Regions from separate parts of the Pan troglodytes genome. Here regions 1 and 2 are each linked to region 3. The links are chromatin contacts, called in public Hi-C and capture Hi-C maps. All regions are on one chromosome and are shown on one strand. Each heading gives the region's core, a stretch centred on a gene start, on an enhancer-like site or on the middle of the called end of the contact. The rest is flanking DNA. Distances are from core to core; before and after follow the strand shown.

The links. Hi-C and Micro-C count contacts between places; a contact is called where the count stands out from the background. Capture Hi-C pulls out chosen DNA fragments and counts their contacts.
Region 1: a Hi-C map of stem cell-derived neural progenitor cells shows a contact between it and region 3, with 9 times the contacts expected there. The contact joins two enhancer-like sites. A contact is called at or near these places in 2 of 7 Hi-C or Micro-C datasets (induced pluripotent stem cells and stem cell-derived neural progenitor cells) and 1 of 1 other capture datasets (stem cell-derived neural stem cells).
Region 2: a capture Hi-C map of stem cell-derived neural stem cells shows a contact between it and region 3, with 5 times the contacts expected there. The contact joins two enhancer-like sites. A contact is called at or near these places in 3 of 7 Hi-C or Micro-C datasets (induced pluripotent stem cells and stem cell-derived neural progenitor cells) and 1 of 1 other capture datasets (stem cell-derived neural stem cells).

What each region holds. Positions count from the first base shown.
Region 1 is chr6:147,057,449-147,060,356 of NHGRI_mPanTro3-v2.0_pri, reverse strand. No RefSeq gene overlaps it. Among named protein-coding and RNA genes, the nearest start is that of PODXL, 140 kb to the right of the region's middle. Within about 2 kb of position 1,311, at least 4 of the 24 cell types and tissues checked have an H3K27ac peak or open chromatin away from gene starts, as enhancers often do. A contact at or near this core is called in stem cell-derived neural progenitor cells, where this site is marked.
Region 2 is chr6:147,625,854-147,628,701 of NHGRI_mPanTro3-v2.0_pri, reverse strand. All of the region lies in intron 4 of PLXNA4 (plexin A4), which reads left to right. Among named protein-coding and RNA genes, the nearest start is that of PLXNA4, 320 kb to the left of the region's middle. Within about 2 kb of position 1,306, at least 5 of the 24 cell types and tissues checked have an H3K27ac peak or open chromatin away from gene starts, as enhancers often do. A contact at or near this core is called in stem cell-derived neural stem cells, where this site is marked.
Region 3 is chr6:147,318,417-147,321,116 of NHGRI_mPanTro3-v2.0_pri, reverse strand. The region is part of intron 5 of LOC134810493 (a long non-coding RNA gene); the gene reads right to left. Among named protein-coding and RNA genes, the nearest start is that of PODXL, 400 kb to the right of the region's middle. Within about 2 kb of position 1,401, at least 6 of the 24 cell types and tissues checked have an H3K27ac peak or open chromatin away from gene starts, as enhancers often do. A contact at or near this core is called in stem cell-derived neural progenitor cells and stem cell-derived neural stem cells, where this site is marked.

The sequences.
Region 1 (2,908 bases), core at 62-2,561, 260 kb after region 3:
AACTCCATCTCCAAACATAATAAATAAATAAATAATAAAATGGGAGGGAGGAGTGAGACTATTCCTAGAGCCCAGAAACACCCCCTCCCTAACTGAGGGAGAGAGAATACACACCTGGTATGTAGTAGAGGCTCGATAATGTGTGATAAACCAGTGAGTGAATGAATGAACACTGCAGAATGAATAATTAAATAACAGTACGCCTGGAAAGCTCAGGAGTGCAGAGAACAGAACCCTGACATCCTCACCACAGGATCTTCTGCAGCGTGGAGTACTTCTCAGGTGCGAGCAAATACTGTGTTCAATCCCTGCTTTCTGGGGAGATGGAGCCTGCAAAAGAGGCCCTGCATCACCCAGGAAAGCAGGGTGACCTCCAAGGCACAGGACAGGGCTGGCCATTGTTTCAGATGGCAGAGAGAACAATGGTGCTGAGGGGCTCCACCCCACCTTGAGGCCCCCCCTCAAAAACTCCCTCTAGGCAAAAAACAATAACAGAAACTCTAGATGCAGGTGAGTTGATCTTTCCTCAATGGGTTGCAAGTCCCTAGAGACCCTGGGCCAAGCCCTTTGTGGTTGCAGGCACCGTCCTGCAACATCATCCTGCAATGCTGCCAGACGCTGAGTGGCAGGACCCATCACTATGAGTGGAACCTGGCACCTGCCTCCAGTCTCAATTCAGTGGCGCTGACAGCCATGTCCTGAGGGGCCCAGGAATCCAGAAAGGGGAAACGGCTGAGCCCAGTGCAGGGGCTTCCAAAAGCTAGAGCAGCTGGGAGCCGGGGTTCATGTCAGGAGTTTGAGTGCGGTCGGAGGGGGCTGAAGAGACAATGGTGGGGGCACAGAGGACAGCCCCTCTGGTCCATGCAAGGTCAGGAGGGGCCCGGGTGGAGGCTGAGAGCCTGACTCAAGGCCCGCTGGGTGGGTGTGCCCTTGTCATTGTTACTACCCGGGCTCAGCAGGATACCCTAGAGGATGTGGCCAGTGGAATCCATCCCATCCTCTGTGTTCATCTGAGCCACACCCACGGTCCCCCCCGTGTGTTACACAAGCAGCCCCTGAAGGCCACCTTGGCCTCCCCATTAGCGTCACCAGGACACCTCCCCCTCTCAACCCCTGCTGCCCAAAGGAAATCAGCACGTGTTTCCAGGCCTGGCCCCCACGGTGGCCCTGCCGCGTCAGGCCCTCTGCTCATCGAGCGCGCACACGCGGCACAAGTCATTAAGACATTCTCGACCTGCGACCGGCAGGCACACACCCACTCACAGAGGTGGCCTCCCCGGAGCCCAGGGCAGTGGCCGGGAAGCGCCGGGAGGGTCCCAGGCATGTGGTGCTACTGCCCCCTGCTGGCAGCTTCTGGAACACCGCGGGCTGATGACGACAATACGCAGAAAGGCCTCCTCCCTTCCTCCACACAGCTTTACAACAGGGAACATTCAGGGGTGCGGCCCTCAGTGGGGACGTGGAACTGGCTGCGGCCAGAATAGCTCCCAGTTTGCAGAGAGGGAACGGGCAGCACAGAAAAGGAGAGCAGGGGGAGGAGGGCGAGAGATGGGAGCTCACAAGCCAGCCTGAAGAGTAAGTGTATACACGCCCCTGCCATCTGCACTGCCCTTCCCAAGTTACAGAGCACGTTCATGTTCACTGGACATCACAGCTCTTCCAGACGACCCTGAAAGGCAGGGGCAGGGCAGGTAGGGTTCCTTCTGTTTTTCCAGTGAGGTCATGGAAGCCCAAGGAGCTGGTATCCCTCAACTACAATGGCACAACCAGGTGTTGGGCTGCACCCAGCATAATGTCTGCCTCTGCTCTGATGTGTGATATTGAACAAGTGTTTCTGGACCCCTGTGGTGGCCCCAGAGCATGAGAATTTGTTCTGACAAAAACTTCCTCTACCCCCAGAGCCAGACCCAACCTGTTGCCTGGTGACAGGCAGGTGTGGGCGGGGAGAGGCTGGGTCTAACAATGGTCTGTATTCTCCATAACAGACTGGAAGGCACATTAAGTAGAGATAAGCAGAGGTCTGAGAAAACGTAAGTATTGTAGAGCACAGAGGTCCCGCCCCAGCATAGCAGCTAGACAGCCCCTAGGATGCTGAGATGCTGGGCTAGCCCCCACAGCAAGGCTGGAGTTCGGATGGTTGATCATTTAACCTTGTGCTCCTGTTGCTTTCCAAGTGTCCGGGAAGAGCCAAGGTCCATAGATAAAAGCAGCCACAGCCGGGCACAGTGGCTCACGGGGAGGCCAATGCAGGTGGATCACCTGAAGTCAGGAGTTCCAGACCAGCCTGGCCAACATGGCAAAACCCTGTCTCTAATAAAAATACAAAAATTAGCCGGGCATGGTGGTGGGTGCCTGTAATCCCAGCTACTCTGGAGGCTGAAGCAGGAGAATCGCTTGAACCCGGGAGGTAGAGGTTGCAGTAAGCCAAGATCACACCACTGCACTGCAGCCTGGGTGACAGAGTGAGATTCCATCTCAAAAAAAAAAAAGAAAAAGCCACACACCCTGGGTGTGCAACAGGCTGGAGTTGGACTCCTTCTTTTGATGATGGAACCCTCGTCCTCCCTAGGGACAGATCATCTCAAGTCAGCTTCCCCAAACTTCTATCTGGCATCTCCCAGATTCTCCCTGTTCTTGTCTGATCTCCTACTGCCTCTGCCCTAACCATTGCCCAGAGCTCCCCTCCTCCTGTCCTGCCCTTCCCCAAGGCTATGGCCACACCAGGGTCAAGGGCACAAATGGCCCTTCCAAGCACGAGTAAACTGATTGGAGGAAGCAAACCCATTCCTCATCCCTGTCTCCAAGTCGCCACAAGCGATAGCAAAATGCATCCTCTGCTCTGGACCGAGGAGCCGGTGACAAATGGAAGACTTGTTCTTCCTCTGAAATTTTTTTTAATGTTGAGAGA
Region 2 (2,848 bases), core at 57-2,556, 310 kb before region 3:
GAATATCCACAGCCAACCACCGGTGTCTAGGTGCTAGTATTTCTGCAGGAAAGATTCCAAGAGGAAGACTTTCTGGGTCATTTTAGGTTTTAGTAATAACTGCCAAATTACTCCTCAAAATGGTTGTGCTAATCTAAACCCTCACCGACAGTGCATAAGGCATAAAACCCTTTTAGAGGCCAGGCATGGTGGCTCACACCTATAATCCCAGCACTTTGGGAGGCTGAGGCAGGTGGATCACAAGGTCAGAAGATTGAGACCATCCTGGTGAAACCCTGTCTCTATTAAAAATACAAAAATTAGCCGGGTGTGGTGACGTGCACCTGTAGTCCCAGCTACTCAGGAGGCTGAGGCAGGAGAATCGCTTGAACCCAGGAGGCAGAGGCTGCAGTGAGCCACAATCACGCCACTGCACTCCAGCCTGGGCAACAGAGTGAGACTCCATCTCAAAAAAAAAAAAAAACTTTTAGAATGCTGTCATTTTAACAATTGTCCTTTCATATTTGAAGAATTACTGGAAGATGCCCTCAAAGCTGTATCTCTTACTGAAGAAGATACATTTTGCCTGTGTCCAGGATGACCCAGACACCAGAGGGCCCTCTTTGTCTTTCCCCAGCAGCAGGCTGGGCCCTGATCCCGCAATGGAAAGTCATATAAGTTCAGGAGAGTTAGGTGGGTACCTTGAGACAGGAGATAGGGTGAAACGAAGATGATTTAGAATTCCTTGGGTCATCTGTCGTCTCTGCCTCCTTTCTAAGCCAGCAGCACCTGTTCTTCTGAGAGTGGGGCCCTATGTTGATAAACCTAGAAGGTTCTCCTTCAGGAATATCAGTTTCCAATCATTTGAGCACCATAACTTTTCCCAGAGTCAAATCCCTTTTTGAAAAAAGATGTTTGTTTCCTAGCCAGAGAAGCCTCATACCCAGCCTCGGTTGCCTGCGAGGAAAGATGTGTTTATTTGCACACGTGCTCCTGTGGTCCAGAACACTTCTGCCCCCCATAGGTGTGTGCAAATGCTACTCCTGTGCTGAGACATGCACATCTGGGCACACCCCCTTGGGCTGCTGTGCACTCATTCACAAAATGTATCATTTACACACACTGGTTTTTTGTGGTTTGAACAGCCAGAGCATTGCTGGGAACGCTAGTCAGCAGAGCCCTTGCTAGAAGGAAATCAGAGAGAAGGGTCAGGTGCTAGATGGAGAAGGGAGTGCCTGCCCAGCCTGCCCTGCCACTTCCCACAAGGAGCCAGTGCCAGCCAGCTAGGGAGCCTCAGCATATGCCTGGGGACTAGCTTGGCTCCGCTGCCTGGGCCGGGAGTTAGGTGTCAACGTGCCAGCCCCTCCCCGCCTTCTTCTTGGCTGCAGAAACAAAGGCTCCCATTGAGCAGGCTGTGCTTGGGAAACACACAACAGCAGGTTCCCGGTCCCAGTTCAGAAGGGGCCATAGTCTTTGTCTGTGTCATTTGCTAAAAGATAAGCCAACCGGTACTTTTCTCCAAATTTTAAGGTCAGTTAAATTAAACATTTTGTGGGAGTTGGTGACTTGTATGTGTGTGATGTGTGTTTAATTCTAGGAGTACAGCTGATGAAGAACTTGCTTGACAAGTTTTTAACTTATGTATTATTTTGAAGCAGTGTTTACGTAGCAGTAACATGAAAGTTTCTAATAAAATACCCAATGTACACAGAGTCAAAAAAAAAAAAAGGCTGGAACAGGAGCAGCACTTTGATCCCCAGGACAACAGCCCCTTCCCACCTGCTGGGCTTGGGGATGGGGAGGGAAACTTTAATTTTTCTCCAGGATGTGGGGCCCTGAGGCTCTGCCCCTGCTTCAGCCCTGACCTTAAGACGGGGTCAAGAATGGGCATTTTGGCCAGGAGTCAGTATCTAGGGACTGGGTATCAAATGAGGAGTGTTGGTAGCCATGTAGCCTTGGACAAATCCCTGCAGCAACTGAGCTTCATCTGAAAAATGAGAGGATTGGCAGCTAGAATGTTTCCAAGGTCCCTCTCAGCTTGTTAACTGTGTGAATGCCAGAACACTCCTCTCATCCCCCATTCCTTTGGGCCTCCATGTTGGCGGGGTTGCTCTGGCTGCAGTCTCCTCTGTCAAATGCATAGGATCTGCCTAGCTAGAGAATCTCACACATTGCAACCCCGCAGCCCTGGAAGTCAGGAAGTCGGGCCTCCTGAGCCTGTGTGTGAATGTGAGCATGAGAGCTCAGAGAAAGGAGAGGATTTAACCTTTACACTAAGAGATTAATCTGTGGCAATAATCCAGAAATGATAGGTTTTAGAGTAGAGCCAAGGTTGCCAAATAAATGATCTCCAGGGGATTCTTGGAACACGTACAAGTGTAATAGGAACCACATTCATTCATTCACTTATTTATTTATGCGTGCATGCAAACATTCATTCACTTTTCTCATTTACTGCGCATGAGCTGAGTACTAGGTGTAGTGGAGTGAAGAGAGATGACTTCGCACCACCCATCACAGGGGCATTTTATCGGAGGAAGATGCTGGAACAACAGAGTTTCCATTAGCATAACACTAATACATTCATATGTGTCATCCCAATTATTCTTCAAAACAACCCATCAGGGTACTTAGATGAGGAAAAAGAGGCTTGATGAAGTTAAATAAGTTGTCCAAGTCACACAGTGGTGGCAGATCCAGGATCCAAACCCAGGTCTGTTTTTCTCCCAGATCTCTGCTTCTCACTTGTCCCTGAGATAAAACTATTTCAAACTCTATTTTTCTCCCTAACCACATTTGAAGGAGTAAGAAAACCTCCTGGAGGAGGAGGCTGTGCTGAGACCAATTGTCATTCTCTCTTCAGGGCTGC
Region 3 (2,700 bases), core at 152-2,651:
CTTGCTTCCAGAGCCATACATGCTCTATTTTCAGTTTCTGAGTGTCCTAAGAGGTTATATCCTGTCTAGATGGATGGACTGAGAGCACACTTGGATTTCTACCAAGATATATTCTCCTAATTCACCAGAACCCCCCGCTTCCCGCCCATCCCCTACACAGAGCATCTCACGCCATGCAGTGCAGGGAAGCACATTCCTCAAAGCTCAGCTGCCCACCTCTGAGCAGGTGCAAATCCACCCACTGCATCCTCCCATCCACCTTTCTCCCCTCTGACTTCCGCTCTCCTCCTAAATGGTCTCTTTCCCCCCTGCCTCCTCCTCCTTCGTTTCCCTTCTCCAGAGAGGCAGAGGTTAGGTGTGCTTGACCAGGATTCACCAAGTGCAGACATCAAAACAGCAAAGGGATGTGGACACCATCTCCAGCCTCTCGTTTCATGGACTGGCTAAGGTTCAGGAATGCTGAAGGATTTCTCCCATGTGCCCAAGGTAGGTCACAGAAGAGCCTGCTCCAGAGCGTGTGTTTTCCCAGCCTTTCCCACAACCTGGCCCCCGGTGGAGGAAGCGGTTCCCCTCCACCGACCCCTGCCTCCCACATCAGAGGTGCTGCACCCAATGAGTGCGGCCAACCAAGACCACCAGGGGATGAAATGAGTCACATCGACTGTCTCTAGGATGGAAACTTGGTAGGGATTCTGTTTCCTGTGAGCAGGAAGAACGCGAGATGAGACACAGGAGGACCGATCCTGCTGCTCTCAGGCCTCTCATATGACTTCACAGAGGACAACTTTGGCCCCTCCCCACCCAGCTCTGGCAGGTGCATGTCAGTGGACTCTGTCCAACAGGCAGAGTCCATGGAAAGGAAGGACAAGATGATGTAAGCATGAGATCCCAGATGCTGGCCCTGGGAGGGGTTTTAGGGACCATCTCCTCATTCAGTGTCTTTGCATTACACAGAAACTGGGCACATAGAGGCTCCAGGACTGGCCAAGGCCACCGGGACCGGTCCCAGGCTTTGCACTCCCAGGGTGCTGTCCCATTTACAAACCCTCGCCGTCCATTCCTTTTTGGAGTGAGTCCTGGTGGCACTCCTATAGGAACAGCGTGTGGGGAGGCCTAGGTGTGGCCTGGCCCCAGATGAGGACACCATCCAAGTGACCCGGCCACTGCATCCCTGCTCTTTGTGCCACACCCCAAGTCCCTTTGCTTCCCGGAGATGGAGCGGATGACAGAGGCGCACGGAGGAAGCGGGCCTGGGGACACACGGTGTGCCGAGCTCTTTCGTCCACCTGGGTCGCCCTCCACAAAGCTACTGCTCCGGGGTTCCCGCGCCGGTCCCCAGGCAGCCAGGAGTCGACGCGGTCGACGAGGAAGGGGCTGCGGCCGCGCCGTTCCTTCTCCAATGACAGGCGCGCCCTCTGCTGCTAGAACTAGGAAGCGCGCGCCTGGCCCGGCTCAGAGCCCGAGCTTGGAACCCGCAACCACCCGCACCCTCCAGAGAAACCGGCATAGAAAAGCCTGCCGCCGCGAAAGCAACCAGAGGCCCTCCCCCTTCCGGGGTGCTCTGAGGACTCAGACAGGAGGGAATAGAACCTGGGAGGAGAAGGAAGAGGAGCTACCTGAACTCTGTGAGGAAAGGGAGGGGATCCTTGCATTTGGGATTTAGGACAAAATCCTTGCATTTGGGATTTAGGCTCCTTCCCCATCCTTTGTCCTCTCCACGAAGCTCCTCTCACCCCAACCACCAAACTGTGCCCATGAAGTGAATGGCCCAATAAGGAGCCTGTGGGAGCCACAGTGTCTGGAGATTTTACTCGGCCATCTCTTGAGCCCTGGGAAAAGTTTTAAAATGTTCACTTTGGCAACTTCGAGCCTGGTTCAAAGCATGGTGTCTCTGCAGGAAGAGTACAGGACTGGGAATGAGGCCTCCTGGAATCTGGTTCCATTTCAACCACTCTTTTCCCCTGTGCTAAGTCCCGTGTCCTCTCTGTGGCTCAGTTTCCTGACCTATTTATTACATGGGCCTCTCATGTCCTGGAAAATTCACTGAGGTACCAGGTATGCTACAGCATTAGCAAGCCGTGGTGCCACTGCCCTGCTCTGGCTGTGTTGTCTTTCCCTGGAAATGGGCAGTGGTAAGAGGAGGGTGGAGACAGAGCCTCCGGCCATCTCCCCTGCTCCTCGCCCCTGCTGGGACTCCCACTGCGCAGTGTTTCCCTCTTACCTCTGGATAATCCCACAGACTCCTTCCTCCAGGCAAGGCATCCCCAAGGATGTGCAAATAAAAATGCTGTTGGTGGTGGAGGCAACATATTCAGTGAAAATCCACCAAGGTTACTGGCTGAGGCTGGAGCAGGATGGGGGTGAGGGGAATACTGCTCGAGGAAGGCAGGAGGGACCAGGGAAGAGGTCCTTGGACAGCACCAGCCGGAGGGTCCTAGCATGGGGCCGTGGAGGCAGCAGGGAAAGGAAGCTTCTCTCTGATTTTAGAATGTCCGTGGAGACAGCCTTGAGTTGCTTTCCTTGTCAGATCACAAGCATAGGCTTTGGGAAGAACTGGTGAACAAACTATAAGGTGGCATTCTCCTTGTGCCTAGGACAGCTACTGACCCCCTCAGCCTCACTGACCTCATCCAGAAACTGCAGATGTAAAACCTACCCCAATGCAAGTAAATTCCTTCACCCAGTAAGCAGCATAGTAGT